2 separate regions of the Mus musculus genome follow, and region 2 is linked to region 1. The links are chromatin contacts, called in public HiChIP or PLAC-seq maps. All regions are on one chromosome and are shown on one strand. Each heading gives the region's core, a stretch centred on a gene start, on an enhancer-like site or on the middle of the called end of the contact. The rest is flanking DNA. Distances are from core to core; before and after follow the strand shown. Region 1 has its middle 220 kb from the start of Gm35023. Region 2 holds the start of Tgfb2 (transforming growth factor, beta 2).

Region 1 (5,680 bases), core at 1,059-3,558:
CGTGTTCCTAGGGTCGGCATGCTCAGAGGGTAAGCATGCAAGAACAGAGGATAATTGAATTACAGATTTCCATTGTGTTCAAGATGTTTAGCTCTCACACACATGTAGCAATTCTTGATTGCTTAAGAGGTCCCTGGCGTGTTTTTGGCAAGAGAAGGCCTTTACATGTGTCTGGCCCTCTTCCAGGTGACATGTAAAGTTCTGGGATTGCTTAACTACTCCTCTGCCTGTTTTCTTCCAATTCCTTAGAAAGAAAATTGAAAACAAGGATGAAGAAAGACAAGGGGGTGTTGACTCTGATGAGTCAAATGATTCCTTTTAGCGAAATCCCAAGATAAAGTTCAAGACCCAGCAGATAAGATGTTCCTCAGTGGAATACTTGAAGAAAATAAGAAGCAGCAGAAAGTCTCATTAAATGTCAGTCAGAAAAAATAAAGACCAGCTCTTGGACATATGCATGTGTGCTGTGTGTGTACTGTGTTCTCTCTGTTTGTGTGTATGTGTGTGTGTGTGTGTATGTTGAATTTCATCTTATGAATGTAACTATTTTTAATGATTTTCAAATTCACCGAGAATGAGAAGCTAAGTGAAAACTAATGCTGGAAACTCTCCACACACTGGTTTTTGAAGGTGGCATCTAAGAAGCTAGCTCAGGTCTTCCTGCTGGCAAGGACAATTTTTTTTAAAATGGCTGAACCATCTTCTTGGCCTTATTCTGATGAGTGCTTGAGGTTCCAGGACTGGGGAGACAGACTTAGACAGAACTCTGGGGCACACTAGCCAGCCAGTCTAGCCTCCACTTGGTGAGTTCCAGACCAGTCGGAGATTTTTTTATTCAACTCAACAAAGGGGACAGCGTTTGCTAAGCATCAGCCAAGGTTGACTTCTGTGTGTATGTTTGCCCATGTGCCAGAGAAAGTACACAGACAACTTAAAAGAGAGACTCACAAAGAGTGAAAATTTAAAATATTGGAAGATAATTTTGTTTACAGCTTGCATTTGCAATTTAAGATGCTTAGTAGTAAATATGTAAGAGTCTGGAATCCAACACGGAGATCGGAAAGAGAGCAGGATCCTTTAAGATCTCAGAAGTCCTGAGTGTCTGCATCCTGGAAGAGCCAAACTTCTTCATCTCATTTTCTCCCATCTCTAAGGGACAGCATGCTCAGAGGGTAAGCACGCAAGGTGAATCAGTTTCTATGTGCTGGAAGAGAGTGAGGATCGTTCTACCTTGGCTTGGATGCATGGCTTCCCCTGCTTTATAGAAAGAGTAATTTCTTTTGTCCCTTGCAAGAAAACCACATGGCTGGTTTGTCAAACTATCAGTTAAAGAGAGACAGGGCAATCATGGAATTTGGTAGATGTTTAGAAGGAACTAGTGGTATGTGCAGTTGCTCAGGTATAGAACGAAGCCCGACCTGTCCTCTCTCCTGATTTAGACTTGACGACCCTACCATCTGGCTTGTGTTCAGGGCATAGTCCTAAAATGGGGTGCGGCGATCTGAATCTGGACTGACTGTGGATTATTTGACTGTGGGGCATGGGGTGAAGTCTAGAAAAATATATGAAGAAGGAGGGGATGAAGATGAGGGATGCCTGATCAGCTTCCACTCTGTATAAAGCACAGGGCCAGCCAGGAACTCTTAACTAAACTATATGCCCATAATGTTGTTGGCTCCTTGAACTCTGTGTACAAGATAATGACTCCAGGAAAACAACAAGGCAAGTGTTGGCCACAGAAGCAATTGCTGCCAACATGTGTGGAGCCAGTTCTTTCTATACACTCAGGTTTTAAAAGCTGCATGATATCCATTTGAACTTGATGGCCCAAATGGCCTCCATCAGTGTGATAAGGGTTTGAAAATCTCATTCATCTGACAAATGATAACCATGAAGCTTAACACTCAGGACCCCGAAGCACCAACTCTGGATAAAAGAAAGAACAGTAGATGCCAACCCTCAACTGGGTCGTTACATGAGACATTCTCTTCAGCCACCAAGAAGTTTATGGTGTAGCAAACTTTCCTGGTGGTAGGGCCAACAGACTGGAGGGCACCAAGGAGAGCTTTATGAGAGCCAGGGAGAAAAATGGTGTTGGAATTTTTTTTGCTTGCTCCCCACTCCCCCTTTTGTTTAGCTTAGCCAACTCTGAAGTCTCCCATAGAAAAGGCCTTGATTATCAAATGTAATATTCACATACGTTTTCTGCGTTCAGCCTCGCACGGGGAAACATAGAGGGCTGCAGTGTTCCTTAATAAATTACCTCTTCGTGTAGCAATTAACCCCCTTCTGTGAAGGCTCAGTGTTTCCTTGGTCCCATGCCAGTGCTGACAGCTATGGCTTAGCATTCCTCTTAATGGGCAGCAATTACTGCTGAGAGCAGGGAAACATAAAATATTAACACTTAGGCATCTTTTACACTTCTTTGAAAGTTAGATTACGTTGAAAATATAACTGACTTTTCATGCTTAAACCTGGTATTTACTTAGAATTCCACTGGACCCGTGAACATGTTTCAGTAAGTGGTTTCTGTTGATTTATTAACTGCCACGAAGTCCTGATGGAATCCCCTGGTCTCCAAATATTTAATATGTTTTATTCGTGTGTATGAAAGCCTTGTTTACCAATACAGTAATTTCTCCATATAATGGAGAGGATAAATAATTTAGAATATAACATGATGAGAGTCTCATACTTCTAACTCTGGGACATGTGCACAGGACACGGATACTGTACAGTTACACGTAGGCATCTGTACCAAAGTGAGTCATTGTTTGCTTCACCAAAGGTTTTAGATCTTTGGTGGGTGTTTGTGTGTATGTGTGTGTGTATATGTGTGTGAGTATGTGTGTGTATGTGTGTGAGTGTGTGTGAGAGTATGTGTGTGTATGTGTGTGAGTGTTGTGAGTGTGTGTGTCTATGTGTGTGTGTATGTATGTATATGTATGTATGTGTGTGTGTGAGTGTGTGTGTGTGTGTATGTGTGTGTGAGAGTGTGTGTATGTATGTGTGTATGTGTGTGTGAGTGTGTGTGTGTGTGTGTGTGTGTGTGTGTGTGTGTGTTTACAACCACCTATGCAAGTGCTGGGCAGAAGAGGGTTGACTTTGTGCTGTCCTGTTATTTTCTACCCTTCTTTTGAGGTAGGTTCTTGCCCTGATCATGAAGCTTGTATTTTCTCTATTAGACTGAAAGCTAGCAAGCCCTAGCCAACCTCTGCTTCTGCCTCTCCCCTGCTTTGAGATGGGTTACAGGCAGGTGATGGATACCTGGCTGGTCACATGGGTCTGGAATCTGCTGTGTTGTGTTGCCTTCAGCATTGCTCAGCAAGTGCTTGCCACTGCTGAGCCACATGCAGTCCCAGGCTGTCTCCTTTTAAAGCTGCTTTTTGATTTGAAAATTGAGAGAGAGTAGTCACATGAAAGTGTTTATCATCTGTATGAACTTATTGTTTTCTGTATATATACTACATCTTTTTTTTTTTTTTTTTTTTTTTTTTTTGCATTCCAAAGTCTCCACAACAAAATTTTAGCATTTTAGATCTTAAATAGGCTGGGTAAATCTTTGGCCATGGCTGAAGTTCACGCTGTCTTTTTGAAAATAAAACAACCATGCATATTCATTTCTGTGAATGCTTTCACGTAGCCAAGCCGAAGTTGAGTAGATCTCATTGAGGCTTAGTGAACTTGAAAAGCTGAAAAATTTTCTCCCTGAGTTTGGCAAAACATGTTCTCCCACTCAGACACAAGTAGGCAAGTGGTGTGAGTTCTATGACAATCACATTATTACAGAGACAAACATTCATACTTAGCATTGGTGGCCATGCTGATGCACCCATCCAGTTGAATGACAGCGTCCAGTGTGCATTTCAATGTTCTGATCACACATATTTACATTCCTCAAAACAATATGGCTTTGAGCGCCTTAAAGCTCATGCTGCACACGAGAGCTGCCTCTTAATGGCAATTAGTACCTGTTAGGCACCGAGAGAAGAGGGCAGAAGCGTAGGGATGCCTCTTGAAGTCCCCAAGCCTTATTTTCTTCCTTTATCGAGATAATAGCAGTTTCCCACCTCTGGCCTCTTGTGTGAGAAGTATGTGTCTTTAAGTGTCTGCCATTTAGGCTGAGGAGTTGGCTCAATCAGTGAAGTGCTTGCTTCACAAACACGAGACCCTGAATGTATACTCTCCACAATCCATGGAGAGAAAAGGCCAGGCATAGTGGCTTGTGCTTGGAATCTTAGTCTCAGAGAGGCAGAATTCTCTAGCGCTGAGTGGTCGGCTGGCCCGGCTTCCATGGCTGGTGAGCCATTCTGTCTCAAAATTCCACAGGTGGACAAAGTCTAAGGGTAGCAGTTTGTGGTTGTCCTTTGACTTCCATGTGCACTCACACATGCATGAATGTGTGTGTGTACATGTGCACATGTGTACCCCCAATACATGAGTGTTCACATGCATACTTGCAACATGCCTACCATGTGTTTAGGGATTGTGAACATGGTATGTGCCATATGCCACATAAATAATTTGTGCTTTTCATGATGAGTACAGCTCACAGAAAAACAACTGTAATATCAGAGCTGCTGCAATCCTTCACTTTGTATGTTCCATGCAGCCATTAATCTTACCCCTAAACAAGTGGCCTTGGCTGCTCCTTTGGCTCACGATGAAACTCAGCCGTTTGCTCTGAGTAGTAATGATAGGATGTGAGGCAAAGCAGAGCTCTGGCTTGTTTATGTTTCTTAATTAGTCTCCCTCATTGAGCCTCTCCGTCTCCAGGCACAATTAAAATGTTCTGTGTTTCTTCAATACACCAAGCGGCTCTCAGTCACCAACTGCACCAGAACCCCAAACGGATGAAATGGTTAAGAGAGAGGAAAATAAATCGCCAAGGTTCTCGACTGTGTGGCGTGTAAACACAAGACCTCAAGAACACCCACATTCATGTGAGCATGCCGAGCAAGCACATCAGGCCTCATTCCAAAGTGCTTCACGGCTTCAACACAGCTCCTACTCACCCAGAGCATCTTGATATTTATGCCACACTGGACAGTTTTCTCTCTGTTATGTATGGTTACCATAGTATCCGAAGCTTTATTGTTAGAGAGCCAGTCACAGGAAGATTCTCTTTGTACCCTATAAAGTAGACCCCTGTTTCTTTACGTTAGCAAACCTTCCTCCAGGGAATAATAACGTCTCTCCCTACTGAGGACAACCCACTTTTGTTGTTCTCTCTCATTGACTGCACCATGCGCCATATGAAAGTATAGTTATTTTCATGTGAATCTGAGTTTCTTCCACATTTGTCTCTGTGCTTCAGAGAGCCCCCTCCCCCCATGGCAAAGATATTTCTGTTAAGATGCAAGTTCTGTGATATTTTTATTATGTCATCCAAAGCTGACAGATGTCATCTTTCTGAACATTTATTGTGGCAAGTGCTGTAAGGTCACCACCCTGTGTCTATCCCCTCTCTCTTACCCCAGCTCCTCTTTAAAAAAGACTGCCTAAGTTATTATCTGTTTTTGTCACTTTCCCTGCAGAGAGAAATCTAAAACTATATAGAAAGCACTTAATTGGCACATACAAAGTGGTCAATAAACATTATCATTGTGACTCATAATTTTATGATAAAAAATATCATGATTAAAAACTTGATTCAGGTGGGCTATAGTGGGGTATACTT
Region 2 (5,680 bases), core at 1,384-3,883, 870 kb after region 1:
TGAAACAAATCTACACTAACTGTACTCTCCCCTTCCCCCACAAGGCTCCACAATAAATCGCTGCTACTGTATGCCAGCTGTTTCTGAAGCTATTGCTCCCAGCGAAACGGGGAAATATATATATATATATATTTTTTTTTAAATAGCTGTCTTTCCCATCTTCGATTTCAGAACACACAGAAGACCCTGCTGCTTGTGAAAGTGCCGGGACACAGAGTTCAAGGTTGAAAAAGATCATGGAGAATCCCCCTAAGAAAAAACGACCTGCTCCCAGGCTAGCGAGGACTACCTAGAAAAAACGGGAAGTGAAACCTAGTTGAGCCCAGTTAGAACCTTATTTATTCTTTCTAACTGTCCACGTGAGGTCAAAAGGGGACTTGGCAATGCGGCTCTGCAAGAAGACTGAGAGTAAAAACACCCAGAGAGAGCAATAAATGACCCCCCGGAGGATTTAAGGGTTTTGAGTGACCCCCACCCCGTGCGCCCGAAATCCAGCTTGGTGTTGCTGATGCTGACATTCTTAGGGGAGTGAGAGACAATAGCAAAGGTTTGGGGAGTCCCCAGATAGGTCAGCAGGGAAGGGGGGCGCCTTTGAGAAGGCTAGTTTGGAAGCACTTTTTTTAACTCTTTGTGTACCAGTTGGAGGACACCCCCACCCCCACTGCATGCCAACCCGGCAAAGAAAACAAAGTCTACCTTGGTCTCTTAGCATAAGTCATCCCGGGAAGCGCTTTTCTTTTGACAGAAGGGAGCTGATTTGCTAGTTGGTAGACCAGGGGAGAGGAGAAATGCAAACATCTTTTAAAAGGTCTGGGGCATTTGTGGGTAGGGAGTTATGGAGAAATAAATAAATAAAACAGAAGTTGAAGGTTTGCAAGCCTGTGGATCCCTCTCCATCCCACGACTGGAAAGGCAGTGGAAGGGACGAAGGACAGAACGGAAACGAAGCGATCAGGACCCGGGGACTGGGAGAGGAAAGGGCGAACGCCTAAGGCTGCTGTGGATCTGAGGAGCTCCGGGCCAACCTTAGACTCGGGGATGGAAAAGTCGAAAACCACGGAAACTGTACTTACTTTCGGAGGGGAGGTGGGACGGCATGTCGATTTTATAAACCTCCTTGGCGTAGTACTCCTCGTCGCTCCGCTCGCGCTCGCAGGCGGCTGCCCTCCGGCTTGCCTTCTCCTGCAGTAAGTCCCTGGTACTGTTGTAGATGGAAATCACCTCCGGGGGGACCTCATCCGGCTCCGGATAGTCTTCCGGGGGGCTGGTGAGCTTCAGCTTGCTCAGGATCTGCCCGCGGATGGCCTCGATCCTCTTGCGCATAAACTGATCCATGTCGAGGGTGCTGCAGGTAGACAGACTGAGCGCCACCGGGACCAGATGCAGGAGCAAAAAGGTGCTCAGCACACAGTAGTGCATGTTTTTAAAAGGAAGAAACGTTGATGTTGTTATTTAAAGTAAGAAAAAATATATATAAAAAAGAAACTAGTAATTCTCAGAGCGGTCAGGTAGAGTTGTTTTTAATACGAAACTTTTGCAAAGCAGTCGAAAGTTAATGCCCAATAGAAAAACGTCCCTGGCTGGGATTCCTTTAAAAAAGAAAATGCAACGCGTTCCCAACGTGGAGATATTAATATGCGATGCTGGGGCGGGGTGGGGGGGGAATCTCTCACTTTAAGGAGTAAGAAAGGTTTGTTTTTTTTTTCTCCTGGAAGGGAGAGGGTGAGTGGCTCTGAAGTAGAAATAAACTTAAGAGGAAGAAATGGAGTTCAGTGTGTCAGGCTCGGTGCGGAGTGGCTGATCTGAACTCCGATCCTCCGGCCAAAAGGGACGAGACGAGAAGGTCCGGGGGCTGGCAGGAGGCACGCAGGGCCGCGGGGAGCGCTGAGCGGCGGCCGGGGCTGCGCCGGGCTCTAACTGAGAAGTTCAAAGACCGAGCGGCTCGGCCCTGCCTTCCACACGTGTGTGGATGAGTGTGCGTGTGGATGTGTGCGCGTGTGCGCGCGTGCGTGCGCGCGCGCCGAGGGCGAGCCTGGCGAGCCGCGGGGAGGCAGATGCGCCCCGGAGCGGCTCACTCGGAGACTCGGTGGGATACTGTCCGCCCCGGAGATCCACAGAGGCCGGAGCAGGCGGCGAGGATCCCGCTCCTGCCGGCCGCGCTGTGGCCTACACCCGGCTGGGTCGCTCCACGTTGCAGCCGCCGCTGCTGCCTGCAAAGAGGGCCAGCCTCCAGCTCGGTCCTTCAGATCCTCCTTTTCTTGCTCCAGGCGGCCAAGGGCGACAGCGATCGGCCACCTCCTTAACCCCTGTGGAACAACACCGCCTCCTGGGCGCGTTGGCTGCGGGCTGCCCCGGGACTCGCACCCTTCCCTAGCTTCTCCTAGCTTCCACCAAGGTTGCACTTTCTCGCTTAGGGTAAGTAGGTACTTGCGACCCTAAAATAGACCTCTGCCGATCCTTCTCTCCGCAGATGGGTTGCTCCAGAATGGCTCTTTAAACCCTAATACTTCTCTCCATCCCTGACGCCTGCCCCAGAGCTCAGCTCTCAGCGCCTTCTCTCTTTCTCTCCCACTCGCTCTCCTGCCGGCAGTTTCAGCAGCTCTGCTCCGAGCAAACCTGCTGCCAGCAGATAACATCACGATTCTGCCCGGAGCAGAGTTTTATATGTGCTCCCCAAACCACGTGTTTGCCTTCAACAAAGTGACGCGCTAGGATTACAGTCAGAAGTCCTCTGTTACTAAGACCACGAGCTCTGGACCATTGGAGGGGGTGTGGAAAAGGGGGACGGCCAGTAAGGGAGGGCGACTGGCATGAGGAATTTGCAGTAGTCACTGTCTGTGATCACCAAGGGTCTGTGTGTGGAGGGGCAGGCAGCTAAGCATCCCGTTTCTACATGGTGGGGATCACTCATTCGCAGCTTCCCTGAGTCCCTCCTGTGTTGAGTGCGTGCCCATGCATGTACAGGCGTGTACACACACACACACACACACACACACACACACACACACACACACACACACACACACACACTGTGCTCCATGGAGCTCCAGCCCAGCCCTGAAGACATGCCTTCCAATCTGAGACTGCTGACCTAACTCTTGAGTTCTCCGGGATTCCACAGGTTGTTTTTCATTAGCCTGTTTACAATCCAGCCCTGTTTGCCTGTGAACCAGCAGAATACAGAAGTGTCCCTTTCACCCAATGCATGCTCTGTATCACTGCTTTGAATAAAGGAACTGTTGCCTTCTTTATGTGAGCCCCTGCTCATGTGGCTTTCTCCTCAGCCTTCCTAGACAAGGATGACCCACCATCTTCTGCCTGTCGCAGCATTATCTAAGACACCTGGGTTTTAAATGTTTGCTGTCTCCTGTCACACAGTATCATAACTTGACATTTTCTACTTCAACTTGCTCAAACTGGTTGGATAACAGAATCTTTCTTCCCACTGGTCTTTCCCCTTTAGTCAAAGTCAACATTTCAATCTTAGTGATGACTCTGTGGCCACGATGACTACACAGGTTGTTAAAGCTGGAAACTGTTGAGAATTCCCCCAGGTTAAGACCTCAGTATCATTTTCCTAGTTCAAAAGGATCAAACCTTTAGGGATGCATACATGTGTATGTGTGTGTGTGTGTGGGGGGGGTTATATTCTTACTAGAGGGAGCTGTAATGATATGTAATGATATAGCTGGCATACATTATATACAGCAATGAACATTATTATTTGTATTTCACAGACAGGGAGACTGAGGCCATAGGAAGTGAGGTCTGTTGTTGCAGAAAACAGGAAGGGGTGGGTCTGGGTTTTGCAGAGAGAGCCCGCCCACCTCCTGGGTTCTTTCCCACCATGTACTTGGAAGAAGTATAAGGTCCCAGAACATGTGACAAGCAGGGATCCGGGGGTTCCGTAAGTGTGGGAGCTGCAGAATAATCTACTGCCCTCTTACAGAATCAAGACCCCCCCACAGTCATGTTCTATGTTCTAAGATTCCTGCAGAAAACTCTCTCTTGAATTATCATCTCCCCACCCACCTTGAACACAAAATTCTTCTACTCCACTGGCCCTGAGGAACACCCTGGCATGAATGAATTGTTCCAACACGCACCTAAATGATTCTAAAAACCTCCATTATTGGCAGACTTCTTCCTTCAAGGTCAGCCCCAGGCAGACGGGTTCGACCACCACCACCTTACGATTCTCTAAGCTGAAACAGAACTGATCAAGAACTCCTGCCTGTGGGCTGATGGTCCCATCAGCTGGAGTCTCCCAGTGAGTCCCATTCTGATCCAGCTGTACAGAGAAGACACAGAGCAGGAGCTAGAGCTACCGAGGGCCAACGTCACAAGTTTGTGGGGATGCTTTCGGGAAAATCTGTTGAGCACATAGGTAGGGTGTTCTCGGCAGCCACTGAGCCTTTTACTGGGTGCTGAGACTGCCTGGGGAACAGCCATAGGTACATCAGAGGATGAGCTGACATGGCTGAGGATATGAGTGGGCAGAGCAGAGCAGTAGCAATCCCCCTGTACTTCATGTGGGAAAGTCGGTACTCCATCCATGCAGGCGGGCGCCCCTCTCAGGATCGGTACCCACACTCCTGTGCATGATAGTAGCTGAGAACTTAGAGCTCTCTACCCCTTAGGCCTGAGGCCAGACCTCTTCCTAAAAGGCTCCTTTAGTTTTCTCCCCAAAGCCCAGGCAGGAGTTGACAGACACATCTTCTCTGTCTCTCGGTGTGACTGAGCACAGTGACTGAATTCAGCAGGAGAGGAGCCTCTCTTGTCTCACGGGAGAGCAGTTCTCCAGAGCGGATCTTGGTTGTCATAAATGAATCCTGTCTTCGGCAACACTAAGGCTTCTGCCATCTCCATATTCAGGAAACAAAACCACCATATTTAAGGATCATAAGTGCTCAGAGCGCTACGCAATAAGGTAAGAGAGCACATTACATACACAGTCTTTACTACCCCAGTGGTAAGGGGGACTGGACCACGCTGTAGTTCAAAGTCCTGCACTGTGGCTTTATGAACCTAAGGAAGTTATTCAGAGACTGTTCCTCACCTGTGAGAACGGGGTCATATGCAGAAGACTATAGGGAGGGGGGGTCATCATACAAGGCATGGGAAGTGTTTATAACAAAGTCGGACCCTAGTGTCTGCTCATTAAACTAGGTCCTGTTATCCCCTCTCCATCGCAGCCAGGCATGTCTGTGTCTGGTCTCCACTCATCACCCAGGAAACACGTAGGAAAGGGGTCACCCAAATCTGCTGTGGCATTCTGCCCCTCGGTAACTAGAATAAACAGCTAAGAAACACACTTTTGATGAAATACAATACAAACCTGCTATCAAAGTCCAGTTAGGCATTAGACATTAAGGTCTCTGAACACCCTAAAGTGAAATGTTTGCTTTCTAGGCCAGAGAGGTTGAGGAAGAGGAAGCAGCTGTCTCGACCAGCAGCCCTGACTACTCATTAATGGGTCTGTTATTCACTTCAGCAGTGTAGAGCACCCACAAAACAAGGCTGCTCATAGCTGACCTGGGGTTTGTCTCCTGTTTGTCATGGTTACGGTCTGGTCTGGGGTCTCCTTCCTCTCGTCATAGAGGAACTTATCTGGGACAATTTGGAAAGTGTTCTCAATGCTTTCTAGCATTCAAAACCCAAAACAAACAAAACAAACAAA

Evidence for each region. HiChIP or PLAC-seq counts read pairs in DNA pulled down with a chosen protein or histone mark.
Region 2: a contact with region 1 is called in an H3K4me3 HiChIP or PLAC-seq map of embryonic limb bud, with 5 times the contacts expected there. The contact joins the promoter of Tgfb2 here to the enhancer-like site in region 1. A contact is called at or near these places in 6 of 39 promoter capture datasets (the 3T3-L1 cell line, the HPC-7 cell line, the SN4741 cell line and 3 more), 1 of 15 datasets of contacts at CTCF or cohesin (the NIH/3T3 cell line), 5 of 484 Hi-C or Micro-C datasets (cerebral cortex, embryonic fibroblasts, embryonic stem cells and 1 more), 11 of 115 datasets of contacts at active chromatin or transcription factors (astrocytes, cardiomyocytes, craniofacial prominence and 7 more) and 2 of 9 other capture datasets (adipose tissue and embryonic stem cells).

The regions. Positions count from the first base shown.
Region 1 is chr1:185,832,078-185,837,757 of GRCm38.p6, forward strand. No RefSeq gene overlaps it. Among named protein-coding and RNA genes, the nearest start is that of Gm35023, 220 kb to the left of the region's middle. Within about 2 kb of position 2,309, at least 10 of the 459 cell types and tissues checked have an H3K27ac peak or open chromatin away from gene starts, as enhancers often do. A contact at or near this core is called in embryonic basal ganglia and embryonic limb bud, where this site is marked.
Region 2 is chr1:186,703,356-186,709,035 of GRCm38.p6, forward strand. Tgfb2 (transforming growth factor, beta 2) reads right to left here and starts at 2,634. Exons shown (of 7, transcript NM_009367.4): 1 at 1,074-2,634. The coding sequence starts at 1,419. It overlaps Gm35655 (a long non-coding RNA gene), which reads left to right. Exons shown (of 2, transcript XR_373811.4): 2 at 172-448.